Linked DNA regions of Anas platyrhynchos: region 1 is linked to region 2. The links are chromatin contacts, called in public Hi-C maps. All regions are on one chromosome and are shown on one strand. Each heading gives the region's core, a stretch centred on a gene start, on an enhancer-like site or on the middle of the called end of the contact. The rest is flanking DNA. Distances are from core to core; before and after follow the strand shown. Region 1 overlaps ATP9A (ATPase phospholipid transporting 9A (putative)). Region 2 overlaps NFATC2 (nuclear factor of activated T cells 2).

The links. Hi-C and Micro-C count contacts between places; a contact is called where the count stands out from the background.
Region 1: a contact with region 2 is called in a Hi-C map of subcutaneous adipose tissue, with 4 times the contacts expected there. The contact joins two enhancer-like sites. A contact is called at or near these places in 5 of 8 Hi-C or Micro-C datasets (F1 follicle, liver, skeletal muscle and 1 more).

The regions. Positions count from the first base shown.
Region 1 is chr21:10,802,464-10,805,873 of IASCAAS_PekinDuck_T2T, forward strand. ATP9A (ATPase phospholipid transporting 9A (putative)) reads right to left here. Exons shown (of 28, transcript XM_027442931.3): 17 at 3,036-3,119; 18 at 2,015-2,185; 19 at 1-80. Among named protein-coding and RNA genes, the nearest start is that of NFATC2, 19 kb to the left of the region's middle. Within about 2 kb of position 1,513, at least 3 of the 8 cell types and tissues checked have an H3K27ac peak or open chromatin away from gene starts, as enhancers often do. A contact at or near this core is called in subcutaneous adipose tissue, where this site is marked.
Region 2 is chr21:10,683,216-10,686,436 of IASCAAS_PekinDuck_T2T, forward strand. The region is part of intron 12 of NFATC2 (nuclear factor of activated T cells 2); the gene reads right to left. Among named protein-coding and RNA genes, the nearest start is that of NFATC2, 100 kb to the right of the region's middle. Within about 2 kb of position 1,561, at least 2 of the 8 cell types and tissues checked have an H3K27ac peak or open chromatin away from gene starts, as enhancers often do. A contact at or near this core is called in subcutaneous adipose tissue, where this site is marked.

The DNA of each region.
Region 1 (3,410 bases), core at 263-2,762, 120 kb after region 2:
TCCTGTGTCCGTGTCACCAAATGAGCATTCTTCGCTGTACACGTGGCTGTCTCTAGCTTATCCCCTGTCAGCATCCACACCTAAAATCCAAGTATTTAATATATTAAACACAAAACTTAACAGCCACGTCTGCAAGACATCTAAAATTACCACCTATCAGTTCAGGCATGGAAGAGAATTATTAGGAAATACACATACAAGTTATTTCCCTAAAAAAGCCCTATTTTAATATGTACAGAAAATTCTCATGTATGAAAAAAAAAAAGCAAAGCTTTTAAAGAGGCTGAATTGCAAAAGAGGTTACAAGCTGAATAGCATTTTTCCACCTGCAATATTTCAAGATTCTGCTGATAAAACCCACAAAATGCAAGCTAAAGAATGTGTATGCGTGTGTTAATGTGTCCCACCCCAGCTATTTCTTGTACGCTGAAATAAGCAGGCCTCGCTGCAGAAATATCCCTCATGGCCCTGCCTCAAATGTGGATGATGCAACTGGGGTTAGCTCACTGCTGATGTGTGCGTCTGGAACAGACTGAGTTGGTTTTGTGTTAGTCTTTTTTTTTTTTTTTAAATATATATACACACACACTGCTCTTTTTATTTTCTGCTGGTGGGGGGGCATTTGAAAGCAATGTCAGCAGCAATATTCAGCAGCAATAATATATTATAGTCTGGCAGGGAATTCCTTCAATACTGTAAATATATATTTTCTATTATTTTCTTTTTTTTTCTCTATTTCCCCCCCCCTCTGTTTTTTCAGTGTTTTTATTCTTTCAAGACAACGCCCAAGATTATTTAACTATTTAACTAAACTTTTTTAAAAATTCACAGGGACTCATTTATTTAATAATCTGAGGTTGGAAAATGATTTGATCTTAACAAGATGGTCCCTGTAATGAATTACAAGACTGCCTTCAGTTCTGATTTGCTTTTTGCATGCTATACCCTAATGAACATACCGCCATAACAAGCACAGCCCTGCACAACCCACACTGCACCACAACGCCCACTGCAGCCAAGGTGAGAAGACAATATTAAACTGCTCCGGAGTTACTGGCCAGATCTATATCAGATAAAGCCACAGCACTGCTGAGTAACTTTTATTCTGCTCATCTCACTTTGTAGCTCAAGATCATGTTGCTTAAAGGGATTGCTCCAAACAGAAAACACTTCTGGAAGACTGTCCTAAGCCTGGAATTCCAATTCCTATCTAAATTCCAACACACAGCCCTCCCTGCTTTTGTATTTGCAGCACAGCTCAATATTTTGCTCACTTTTATATTTCAAGCAGAAAAGCCACAAGCAGAACATTTTATCTACTTTTACTGCCTGAATCTGAATGTTTAGTCTTTTATTTTTTCCCTTTTTCAAATCCAGAATCTGAATGACAAGTTCTCAGAGAGGAAAACTGAGCAAGAATCCTTCTCTGCCAAGCACAGCTGGGGCCATAAGTGCCTGCGTCTCAGATGCAGGAGCCCAAAAAAAATGGGTTTCCAGCCTCTCATTCTCTTGGCTCAGGCACCCTCTAGTGGCTGCTGCAAAGCATTGACCTCCACAGCCGAGCGCTTCATCCCAGCTCCACCGTGTGCCAGAGTCATTGAATCATAAAGGTTGGAAAAGACCTTCAAGATCATCTGGTCCAACCATCTCCCTACTACCAATGTCACCCACTAAACCCCACAACAGCCCTGTTGTTTCATGCAACCCCCAAGTCTCCTCCAGCTCCCCTCCTGCACGTGCACCCGGTTTCTCGGTGGATGGAGCCAGAACAGGCTGAGGGAAGAAAAGCACAGAAGATGACACACTCTCACGTGTTAACTTTTAACATTTCCCACATGTTCTGTACCCAAAGTCGTGCTCAAATGCATCAGCCAGCCTCCCTGTTCCTGCTCCCAAAGGGCACTTGCTAGAACATTTAATCGACAGGGCCCCAAACCGTCAGCTTCTGCCTGCAGGACAGTAAACTCCTGAGAGCCTAGGTATTTCTGCCGGGGTAATATTAAATTAGGCAAACCTTAATGCCAGCATTTCTCAGGGTCTCCAGAGTGGGCCTGACGTCTGCCTGCAGCTGATCCTCCACACCGGTGAGACACAGCAGCTCCATCTCCATCTCCAGGCTCTCGATGACCGTGGCCACCTTCAGGGAGCGGTCGTGCACGCTCAGCTTCGCCTGCACGTAGCGTGCCTGAGGACAGAGCAGAGGTAGACACAGCCACATGAACGGTCAGCTTGCATTTTTGTGCAACACAGGGTTAGCCAGCATGAAGCCCCAAAACTATCTGCTGACTGTCATTCAGAGGTGTCACCTGTAATGGCCCATGAGCACAAGATGCTGTTACAGAATGGGCCAGAAAATGTTTCAGGAAGTTTGTGTCATTCTGCCCCGTCCCCTGCCAGCCAAGCGACATGGCACACAGCATGGCACACACACACAAACCTGGGAACGCTGCCATCACACCACAGGTCCAACCACTGCTTTTGTGACTAACACTTCTCCAAACGAGGACAACAGAGAATCCTAAAGTTTCCCACCATCTCACTTCTGCATTTAACCAGTTTTACTTCACATTTTGCCTGCTTGGGGTACAGAAGTTAGCACCGTGTACAGAGACCCATCTAACAAACCCCACGCGTGAAGCTTGTGTTTCCATGAAGCCTGGCTGTGTTTTATGTGGGATGTTTGTAGTTTCCCTGAATGCCAGAATGCAACAATGAAAATTAAAAGCCAACACATTGCCTCAAACAAACACAACTTGTCTAACGAATGATGGATATTTGCAGAATTTATAACCGCAGAAGATTAGAAGGCAGGATTCAGGAACTGTTTTGGAGAGTCCTGGACGGGATCCAGTTTCCTACATATCACTTTAAAAGGCACTTTGATTAAAAGAACAGCAAGACACTGAAAAATGGCAATTCTAACAGAAGGAGTACGGAGATGAGAGGCGGCATTATCATTAGAGGTCTGTGAGAATCACTTCAGTGATTATTTGTTTAAAAACAAAGCAAAAAAAAAAAACAAACAAAGAACTTACTTCAAAGTCTTGATATTGCTCTTCTGTCAGAGACTTCTTGGCTACAACGAGAACCCTCAGGCCTTCCCTAGCCATGTTACCACACTGGAAAGAAGTATCACATTGTAAACCATAAACTGCATCTCAAGTAAGATGATTTATGCACAGCATTTCAGAGATTGCAATGCAAGATAGCAGGTTAAGAAAATAACCGTCCCATTTGAGCAACCCCAGCAGGTCTATAACATCTGATAAAGTGCATGATAAACTCGAGAGGAAAAAAGGAGATCTGCAATGGTTTGTAATCTATCCCAGTGATCAGAAACAAAACTGTCCCCTCTGCCATATCAACATGGCAAAAACAGCCCCATTGATTTCATTTTCTCCATTCCTAAG
Region 2 (3,221 bases), core at 311-2,810:
TTTAATATTTTTCACTAGGATAAAATGAGAGTATTCTGAAAAGAGAAGGGCCAGATTTGGACGAAATATAGTGGATAGTGCTGAAAACACCGAGACTGCAACTGAGGTGCAAAAGCATTGGCTTTATTGTTTTCATTTTCTTTTCAAAAATCTCACTGTTTGAGCTATGTTCTCATTCTGGTTTGTTTGTAGATTGTAGCATAAGCAAACTTCCATACAATGCTGTAAGACTCTGAGGACAGGCTTGGAAATAAAGCTCAAGAGAAGACACCGAATCACTTCATTCTCTGTTTAAAAAGAACTGAACAGATTACATTTTGTACACAACAGCCGTCCTCTCCTGTACACCTTTCACATGCTTGCCTAAAGCACCCCTTGGTACCTCCTGGCACAACTTTTCTTTCTAGGCAGCGATTTTGTTAAGAGAGAGCCCTAACACACGAGTGTGTTGGTGCAGAACTCCAGAACTGCCTGTCTGGGGACTCCGTTTCCGTGCAGCTCCTTGGCACTGTATGCACAGGGGTAGGGGGGATTGCCAACTTTGGAAACTGCTTATTTACTCTAAGAAATTTGCCTTAAAAACGAAGACCAAATTTTCTAAGGTTTCAGACCCCAAATCTGAATGATTTCATCCCATTGGTACTTCAGGGCTAAGACAAGGACCAAGTCAAAGCTGAGCAGATCCTCACCCAAGCCTGATTAATTGTCAGGGATAAAGCTGTAAGACTCCACAACACTTAAGCCTGTTTCTAACAAATGATCATGAAAAATAGCAATGAACATAGTATTTCACCAACAAGTAAAATGCGGTGCCCAATCTCGTATCATCTCTGGGAGATCACACGCATTAATTTATAATAGTATGACTAATACTGGGACTAGCAGCGAGATAAAAGAAGCGGGCACCCACTCTCACGGGGTCATTTCCTTTCTAACAACAATGGAATTTATCTCAGAAAAAAAAAAATCTATGGTTTATGTGAAGCTCAGAGCTGTTGCTATACAGCTGTCTGGTGTGGCTGGGCACTTCTCAAGGACCAAACGTCTGCACAGAGCAGTGTAGGTGCAGGGTGGGAGGCGCAGGGCAGCAGTCCTCTGAGTTTCCATGTGCCCCATGGCCTGTGCTGATGGAGGATGAGGAGGGGGCTGAAGGCTCTGCAGGGTCTCACTGGAGAAGCCCACCTGTGGGCTGGGGAGCCCAGCAGTGCAGCGAGCCGCCCTGGTCTCTGCCGTGGGCTCTGACACGAGGCACGACCCATCCCTCCGTGCTCAGAAATCCCCCTGTGAGCAGCCTGGGTTTCAGCTCTTCTTTCTCATTCCAGCCAGGAAACGCCTGGTTTCAATCAGATTGGTGCCTGCTGAGGAGCACATGGGCCAAAAATAGGTGTCTGACAGCCTGGCCTCTCCTGCTGCCCAGCCTTCTGCAGCCACTGTCACCTGGTGGCCTCTGTCCTCAGCCTTTTGGGTGAATCCATGCCTGTGAAGCACTTCACAGGGGGGGGATTTGGTTATAGCTGCTCTGCAGTGCAAGCAAGCAACCAGAGGGAGGTGAGGTTGGTCTACTTTCAGGCAAAGCCCTCCTGTGGCTCAGTCAGAAGGGCTTCCTGTTTGCTCTACCCAGGAAATGAGAGGAGCAGGTCTTCAATGGAAATTTTTCACAGTCTCAGCTAAAAATAGCAGTGAGGTAAAAGAAGTGGGCACCCACTCTCACAGGGTCATTTCCTTTCTAACAACAAGTGGGCTGAGGCTGCAGGCCGATTTATTTATTGACAGGTTTGTTTGAGCTGCCAGCACACCAAAAATGCTGTGTACGAGTTTCCTTTCATACAATGCAGCCACTGCTCATGGAAACATCGAGCCAAGTCATCTTGGTCTAAGAGGGGTTAAATATTAGGTGAACGAGCAGGTAATTAATGGTGTTTGCTAACCCTTAGCCTTCGGAGGGGTCCCTTTTTGGTGCTGTTTCTCAGGCTGAGCTTCAGGCGAAGCGAAAGCTATCGAGCAGCAATAGCAAACCGCGAGCCCCGAGCCCAGCCAGCGCGGTCCCGCTCGCGGCTCCAGGCAGGTGGGACGATGCGGTGACGGCTTACTCAGCCTGCAGCCTTCACTTTCCCTCCTGCATGCTGTCTTGGAGGTCAGCAGTGGGTTTTGTGGGCTGAGGTTACAGACGGACAGCAATCTGAACGAGCTACAGTTGCAGGGGGACGTGGAACAGCAGCCCTGTGGAGGGGCTGCAGGACCACGCTGGAGGGCACAGCCGGGCTCCCTCCGTGTGAGCTCTCACAGGCTGCAAATTGGGGTTTTGTTGTATCCAAATGACAAGGTCGCTCCCTGTCATTGGGTGGCCTGAATGTCCTGTACTCACCCTGAATTCCAGCTAAATCCACGTGGAGGGCAGTGAGGGGCAATTTAAGCTCAGCTACACTGGAGCTCCAAGGGAAGGATGTGCCAGTCAACAACTGCCCAAGCACAAAAAGCCAAAATCTACACCCAGAGCCCCTAAACTAACAGACATGGAGTGGATCCCAAGGCAGGTATGGCTCTCCTGGCTTGGAGTCACTTCCACACAGCCTGGTGACATTGCCCACCTCCAGCGCATCTGCTCCAGAGATCTGGGGAGCACTTGGATGCAGCCTGAGGTGTAATCTCAGCGGCTTGGGTTTCAATAGCAGGGTGAACAAAACCGGCAAACTGAGACATATCTAAACTTCAGAGGAAGCTGAGCTCATGCACGGAACTTGCTATTCTGAAGTCCCACCTATCTTTTTTTGGTAACATGGTTAAAATGCCTCTCAAGTATCAGTTCTCATTATCTGCTCATTTCTAGCTGTGAGGAAATAGAGATAACATGATTAATAAATAAAATGTTATTTAAGGTGCCTGGCATGTGGCAGCTCTGGAGCACACTGCTGTTGATCCATTTAATGAGCAATTAAATGGGGACATGAGGACATATGCAAAGATTATGAAAGATGAAATCATAAAAAAATGTATTGAAATGAGAGCTGACGTCAGCCATCCAGACCAAGGAAATGCCTAGGGAGGCCTGAATCTCTTCAGCATATCCTGTTAGATACTGCTGCTGGATGGGTATTGCCACAGCTCTGGTGCTTGGAGATCCCCACGCTAGCTTGGAGACTGGCTAAAATCACAGGGGGCTGGCTGCGTTGTGCTAATCACCCAGCTTTGATGGGTTACAGTCAGGCTCTCAGGCTCCACTT